Linked DNA regions of Gadus morhua: region 1 is linked to region 2. Evidence: chromatin contacts called from public Hi-C data. All regions are on one chromosome and are shown on one strand. Each heading gives the region's core, a stretch centred on a gene start, on an enhancer-like site or on the middle of the called end of the contact. The rest is flanking DNA. Distances are from core to core; before and after follow the strand shown.

What was found. Hi-C and Micro-C count contacts between places; a contact is called where the count stands out from the background.
Region 1: a Hi-C map of heart shows a contact between it and region 2, with 4 times the contacts expected there. The contact joins the promoter of mtnr1aa here to the promoter of frg1 in region 2. A contact is called at or near these places in 2 of 6 Hi-C or Micro-C datasets (gill and heart).

The regions. Positions count from the first base shown.
Region 1 is chr3:18,896,421-18,900,091 of gadMor3.0, reverse strand. mtnr1aa (melatonin receptor 1A a) reads right to left here and starts at 1,729. Exons shown (of 2, transcript XM_030350916.1): 1 at 1,191-1,729. The coding sequence starts at 1,371.
Region 2 is chr3:18,643,252-18,646,625 of gadMor3.0, reverse strand. frg1 (FSHD region gene 1) reads left to right here and starts at 2,080. Exons shown (of 9, transcript XM_030352403.1): 1 at 2,080-2,218; 2 at 2,575-2,642; 3 at 3,164-3,286. The coding sequence starts at 2,160.

The sequences.
Region 1 (3,671 bases), core at 480-2,979, 250 kb before region 2:
ACACACACACACACACACACACACACACACACACACACACACACACACACACACACACACACACACACACACACACACACGCTCTGAGTCCACTACTCAACATTGTACTTATGTAACAGCGGGGCTACAACTGTGATGTGCACATCATCACTATTAAAAGACCAGAATCGAGGGCAGCTATTGCAGTTGGATGTCTGTTTTATCAAATGGAGGGATTATCATAAACCTATGACGCTAGAAAAGCCCAGGAAGGCGCAATAATGATATCTCAGTGCATAAGCATGTTGACAGATAGGCTACATTAAAAAAAATGTGTAAAACGATGTATTTGCCTGATTTCATTTTCAACTTCACGATGGATTTCGAGGATATCGGAGACGACAGCTAGACTTTGTATTTATCACATCTTTCTACTCGGGGCTTTGCAGGCGAGGCAGCTATGACGCGTCATCAGCCAGCAGTCACTTTGAGTTTAGAGTGAGAATGTCAGGAGCGGCGAGACGGACGCGGGTTTATAAACCCAACTGGGCTTTCTGTTCTGCGCACTTTTTCAGCCCGAGACTGTTAAATCACGAGTAAGCTCATATCTGTAGTAGACCAAAACCGAAACAGCTACTGTCACGCTCAAATGACGCGGGACAAGTTGAATGCGTCCTCGTCACTGATCCAGCAGAGACATTGATATAATCCCAGTCATTAACCCAGAATAGTAGAAATGGATCAAACCATAGAGCCGAGGGGGGCGTAGCAATTAAATATTAAAAAGGGAAATAATTCTGCAACAACACATCGTATATACCGATGACTATCAACCTGTCTTGGAATGTTGCTCTGCGTTACAGTGAGAAGAAAAGTCCCCTTGTTTTGTTTCTCATTATTGTTTAATTTTCAAAATGTCTAGTTCCATTAAATTGCAATGTTGGGGACATTATTATTGATTTGGCCAATTTAATGGAGGCTAGAAAGACAACCGCTATACCTCCAAAGATTGCATTTGACCATGAGAGGAGGTACCTTACAAATACCAATGTTGAATATAAATCAACCACATCTCAGTGAAGCATCCTACTTTTGGATAAAGCAGATAAACACATGAAAGTTCCTTAACAAGCCATTTCTCATGAACATTTCACATTAACGACATAGGCAGAAGTTGGTCCGCATGCACAGTGGACTAAAGTCACACTCACCTGCGTTTCGCAGCTTCTTGTTCCGATACACCGAGAAAATTACCAAAAGGTTGCCCAAGATGTCAACTACGATGGTGAATATGAGGAAGCAGCCCAAAGTTGTAGTGACCCACGGTGGGCGATTCAGTGCGTGGCCATTGGGGTCCTGAGAGCTGTTCAGATGAGACCCATTTATAACCATTGTATATATTACGCGGAATTTACGCGGAACTCACTCAGTAAAACTAACAATCTGCGCGTGAAAAACAAACAAATTATGACATAAACTATATGGTGGAGACACCGGGGATGTGTTCTCCGGCATCGCTAATCTTCCCTTCTTGGACTATTTGAGAGATGCTCCTGCGTTGGATCTGCGAGAAATAACTTCTGCCTCTCTCTCTGCGTCTTTACCATAAGCGTCTGTACTTTTGCAGAGTGCCCGAGCCATCACTTTGTTTGGTATGTATGGGACATTGAGCTACGATTTTCCACCCTCCAACATGTGATTAAGTACCCGGAGACGAGGAGGTTCTACTCTGGCAAATACTGTCGCTTGGTGGCTGTGACGCGTAAAGGCGCATGGAACAACAAGCCATACCGCGCGTTCTCTTTACGCACGTTTGTTCATTCAAGGATTATGCTGAACTTGTGATAATTTACTAGTCATATGCACGCATTTTATTACTAACGTTCATTTACATTATAGGCTATGTGTTTATTTATGTTTTTTCCACTTGTCACTTTGTAGGAAAGATTAAATGTAAGCTTGTTCGATGTAATCAAATTCGAACAATTCGATCATTTTATTCGCACATTTACAGGAGCATCCTTTGTTTAAGTTTCAGAAGAGGACAAGGATGTATGATCCATTTTCGTTTACCATTCGAGATTCGAACTTTTCCCTGTTCAGAACACATCTTTGAGGATTGATTTCTTCAGGATTAGCCTTGTTGTAGAGACTGGACATTTGACACTCTTAGTTTGTTGGTAACAAACAATTTGGATGATATTACAAATAAACAGACTTGCATGTCGAGCTGTGATGCGCTTTTCCTGTGGATGTTTAGGGATCAATTGTATGGTAATCACTATCACTCCCATTCATTTTCACAACCACACAAACAAGATGTCTATACTACTATCAATAACAATAATTAAATCAGATAGCAGTTTTATATATTGTATATATATATATATATATATTATATATTGCTGCGTTCACTTTTAGCACAATTGTGTCTTGCAATGGGAAAAATAACTCGAATATCGAATACCCCCCCCCCCCCCGGTTATAGACAATGGATAATTCGCTATTGTCAATTAAACATAGCCCACGGTATCTAGGTCAGCACTGCAGTGAAGGAGAAGAAGGGGTGGGCTAACAGAAAGGGACGCCAACAGCACCCCCCACACACACACACACACAAGGAGCGCACCGATAAAACCTTGCAGCCTCTTAGTCGTTGGGCTGATCTGTAAGTGAAATACAATTCATAAATATAGAAATAATTTCTTAAATAGCAGTTCCCCTCTTAGAAAATTTGGCTTAAAAACGATTAAACGCTCCTCTTTACCACACATAATTGACCGTTATGAAAATAAGAGTATAGACCATTACCATATCTGACCATGGAATAACAGGATTAATAACAATAACACACACACACACATATCAGATGCCATTACTCTCCTCCTGTGGGGAGGGGCGGGGTCAACAATGCGATTGAGTGCCTCTATGATGGAGGGGGGGCGCTCCCCCTACCTTCATGTCACTACCGTTCTGAGCCCCAGGAGAACCACGTGAAGGTGTTGGAGATGATGGTGGAGCTGCCGGTTAATATTGGGGGAGGGGCGGGGGGTAATGGGAGATAAGTCACCGACCTCGTTCATGGCCCATCCAACAACCTCCTCGCTGCTCATTGACCACTTACCAGAACGAGTGGGTGGGTGGGGTGAAAAAGAGGGCTAGGGGGGTCCCAATTACCTCAGTTATCGTCGACCCAGTAGCATCACGGCCACAACAACCACTCCCCTGCTCTCACCCACCGTTGACGACAGAGGCTCCGCCCAGAGTGCAGATGGGGAATTGCGTGTGTGTGTGTGTGTGTGTGTGTGTGTGTGTGTGTGTGTGTGTGTGTGTGTGTGTGTGTGTGTGTGTGTGTGTGTGTGTGTGTGTGTGTGTGTGTGTGTGTCCCTCAAAGCAGACACGGGCACAGGCGTATGTTATATTGAAACTTCCTCAAATACCCATTGTCTCTCCCATCTCCAGACATCAGTCCACAAGAGCCGCAACGGGATCAGATTAACCTACACATTGGCCTTATAGACACTTTGATATAAATGACAAAATATAAATGTTGGTTTGCCACCCCATTCTTAGTGTTGTGTATTCCGTTTTCTAAACGTTTCATTTGGACTATCTAATCACAGCTAACATGGAAATACATAAATATGAGAACCAAATTAGAAAAAAAGCATCTTATTGGGGAGTGAAGGAAG
Region 2 (3,374 bases), core at 831-3,330:
ACTTTGTAGTACCAATTTTCACACTGCAAGGATAGGAATCGACCAGAGCCGGACAGTAACGGAGTACATTTACTTGAGTACAGTACTTAAGTACAATTTTGAGGGATCTGTACTTTACTCGAGTATCATTTTTGGGGAGTACTCATGACTTTACTCAAGTAAATTTGAGAGGCAAATAATGTACTCTTTACTCCGCTACATTTCTATCCATAACCGTGAGTATCCGTTACTTCTTCTAAAAAAGAAAAAAGAAAAGGAGAAAAGTAAAATCTCGGAAACCCTAAATTTGTTGTTTCCCTCTCAAACGTGATTGGATTGTGCAGGCGCCACTGATTGGGACAGCCTTCAGCCTATCAGCAATCACCTTCGCTTTCCGCCAAAGTCAACTCCATGGTCACATTTAGATGAGAGACGATTGTTGATTTGATTGATAAAAAAGCAGAGAAACTCACACACACATACAATTGTTAGCCAAATTTTCTTTTCTGATATTTCACATTTATGTAAGCTGAGCAATTGTATTTATGTTCTTGAGTATACTGTTATACTGTATACTATTGTGCCATTGCCTTGTGGGCAAGTGCGAAATGTTAAATAGGCAACATGGTTTCAATTCCTTTTACATTCTCCAAGGTATTAACATTTTTCATAACTCCATGTAGGACGTTTTTTTACATAAATGTAAGCACTGTGGCAGTAGTAATGCAGTATTTAGAACATGTACTCTAATACTCTTGATACTCAAGTACTTTTAAAAACAAGTACTTCAGTACTTTTACTTAACTAGACATCTGACTGTAGTACTTTTAATTAAATTTAGCAAGGGGTATCTGTACTTTTACTCAAGTAAGGAAGCTGTGTACTCTGTCCGCTTCTGGAATCGACATCTATCTGCCTGCCAAGTTTCACCAAATTTATCTTGTAGTTACATACAAGCTTGTAGTTACAAAACGGGAGATGACTCAAAAATTCTATCGATCCATCAAAGCCTCTTGCATCCTGCCCCAACTGAGAACATGAATAATGCCGCACAAACCGTACACATAACAACGCAATGGGCCATATTCAAGTAAGCAAGTAAAACTGACTGAACTGCATACCAGCTAGCGTTTAGAACCAATATGGATGCTACTTTAGGTGAATAAGGCTGATTATCACAGAGAATGTGTGCCTGCCACACTGCAATGTGTACGGTGTCACCACAAGCTGGTATTAAAGAGGACGCCTCCTGCACACTGACACCCTGCTTCAACCTGCATTAACGTTGACCGCAGGGGTCACCTGCTGGAGAGGAAGTGGGGGAGGAAGTGACCTCAAATGAAGGTCACTTTCTGACGCAATCACCATGAGAATTAACCTCATAACCTTTGAATACCTTCTCATTTATGATTTATGTCAGTACACAAATAATGTCATGGCAGGTATGGAAATGTGGAATAACAGGGCCATTTTGCATTGATAAGGTTGAGTGTGTTTCTTCTAATTTTGTCATGGATCGAAAACACAAGGAGGAGGATGTTTTTCTCGGTACAAAGGTAAGCTAATGGTGCGGATATAATTGATAGGCAGAGGAAGGCATACTAACAAGGACATAAAAGACACAAAGGACATAAGAGATCACAATACTAAGTACGTATTTTTCCAGCTAGGCCTTGTGCTTAAAGTACTGTGTGATGTATTTATCCAAGACTCTCATTTTTAACATGAATTTGCATAAAATAGGCTTTAGATTAAATGAAAAATTGCCATGGCTTGTTGAAGAACTTTAAGCAATTATATTAATAATACATTTTAAATATGTACAGACACACCAATACAGACACAAAAAATGTACAAATAAGTCCCCACTCCACTCCATTAATGTTCTTGACATTAAGCCATTTGATACAACAGAATATTTCCTTTAATTACAAAGTAAAATAGTCCAAATATTACACAGAGGCTGAGAAAAACTATGATCTTGCGATATGGGTATAGCACAGAAATAAAACCAAAGTAAAATTAACTAGACACCATGACAAGAAGGAACTTCGATGCGTCGTACTACCTTCACAATTACACTAGTGCGTTTTCGTTCAGTTTGTGCCTCTACTGGTGCCGTACATCCCACACCAGTGTTTACGGATTTCAGCGCCGTGTAACCGTAGAAAGCTAGCACCATGGCTGACTACTCTCGAGTAAAAATAACTAAATTAGTTTTGAAAGGAGCGAGTAAGGGGTAAGAGCTGTACAATTTGATGAAACATGGTCATTGTAATCAAAAAGAGTCAATGTTTAATATGATCTAACCACAATTAGCTTTTGTCGTCCAGGGCTAGCCATAGATCGTTTTACTAGTTGTAATTTAAACCCGAGTTGTATTGTGTCTAGGATATTTAGGAATTATAGCAACTTTTGCATGTTTTTTATATATATATTTATATATATATATATATATATCGTTGTATTTGCAACGATGTGTTGTTGCGTTGCTCGTGAGGCTAAAGGTTTCGTTTCAGAAAGACAACAACCATACAGCATGGTTACAAGTTACATTGAAACTTAATGTTGGCCTACATTTTGCTTGTTTTGCAGTAAGAAAAAGAAGAATAAAGATAAGAAGAAGAAACTGGAAACGGAAGAAGAAAAACCCGACATAGTTGGTATGTATTTTCGCTGCTCCCCTTCGTTGATCAGCCTTTCATCTCTTTTTCCACACATTATTTGAAAAGCCAAGTAGGAGAATGTTTTTCTTTTGTTTACGCTCTCTTTCATCTCTCATTCTATATTTTTGAAGTTAGATTAAAAATGTTGTTTGAATGTCAGTGGTCACAGTATAACTACCACTATACAGCCATCTCATGTAAGGGTTCACTGTAGAGCAAGTTCAGCCATACTGTCATAACAGGGATAAGGAGAACTACTGAAGAGGAAAGGGGCGGGCTAGTGTTGGGACAAGGCTGTTACACTCTAAGCTTAAAGGTCCTGGGTTCGATCCCCAGTGTCCACAGTCAACCTACATATAGGCATCCTAGAGCAGGCACTTGGGATCAAAGTGTATGCTCAATGCTTGCTAAAAGATTGACAGAGTTGATAAGATTTGGTTACCCAGGGAAATCTGTCCACTGATTGACAGTTGTTTAACATTATGTATGTTTAAAAGCAATGATGTTGTTCTCAACAGGGGGTTGGTGGGTTGTCAGTAGCTTTGGAGAAATGAGTGGAACGGTTGCCATAGAGATGCAGCGCAACACGTACATCCACGCCATGGATAATGGCCTCTTCACACTCGGCGCACCTCACAACGGTAAGGAGTCCATGGAAGTGCTCTTCTCCCAACTGTTCTCCCTGCTCTCACTTTGAACATTTACCCTTCTTTTAGAGTTTTCGATAAT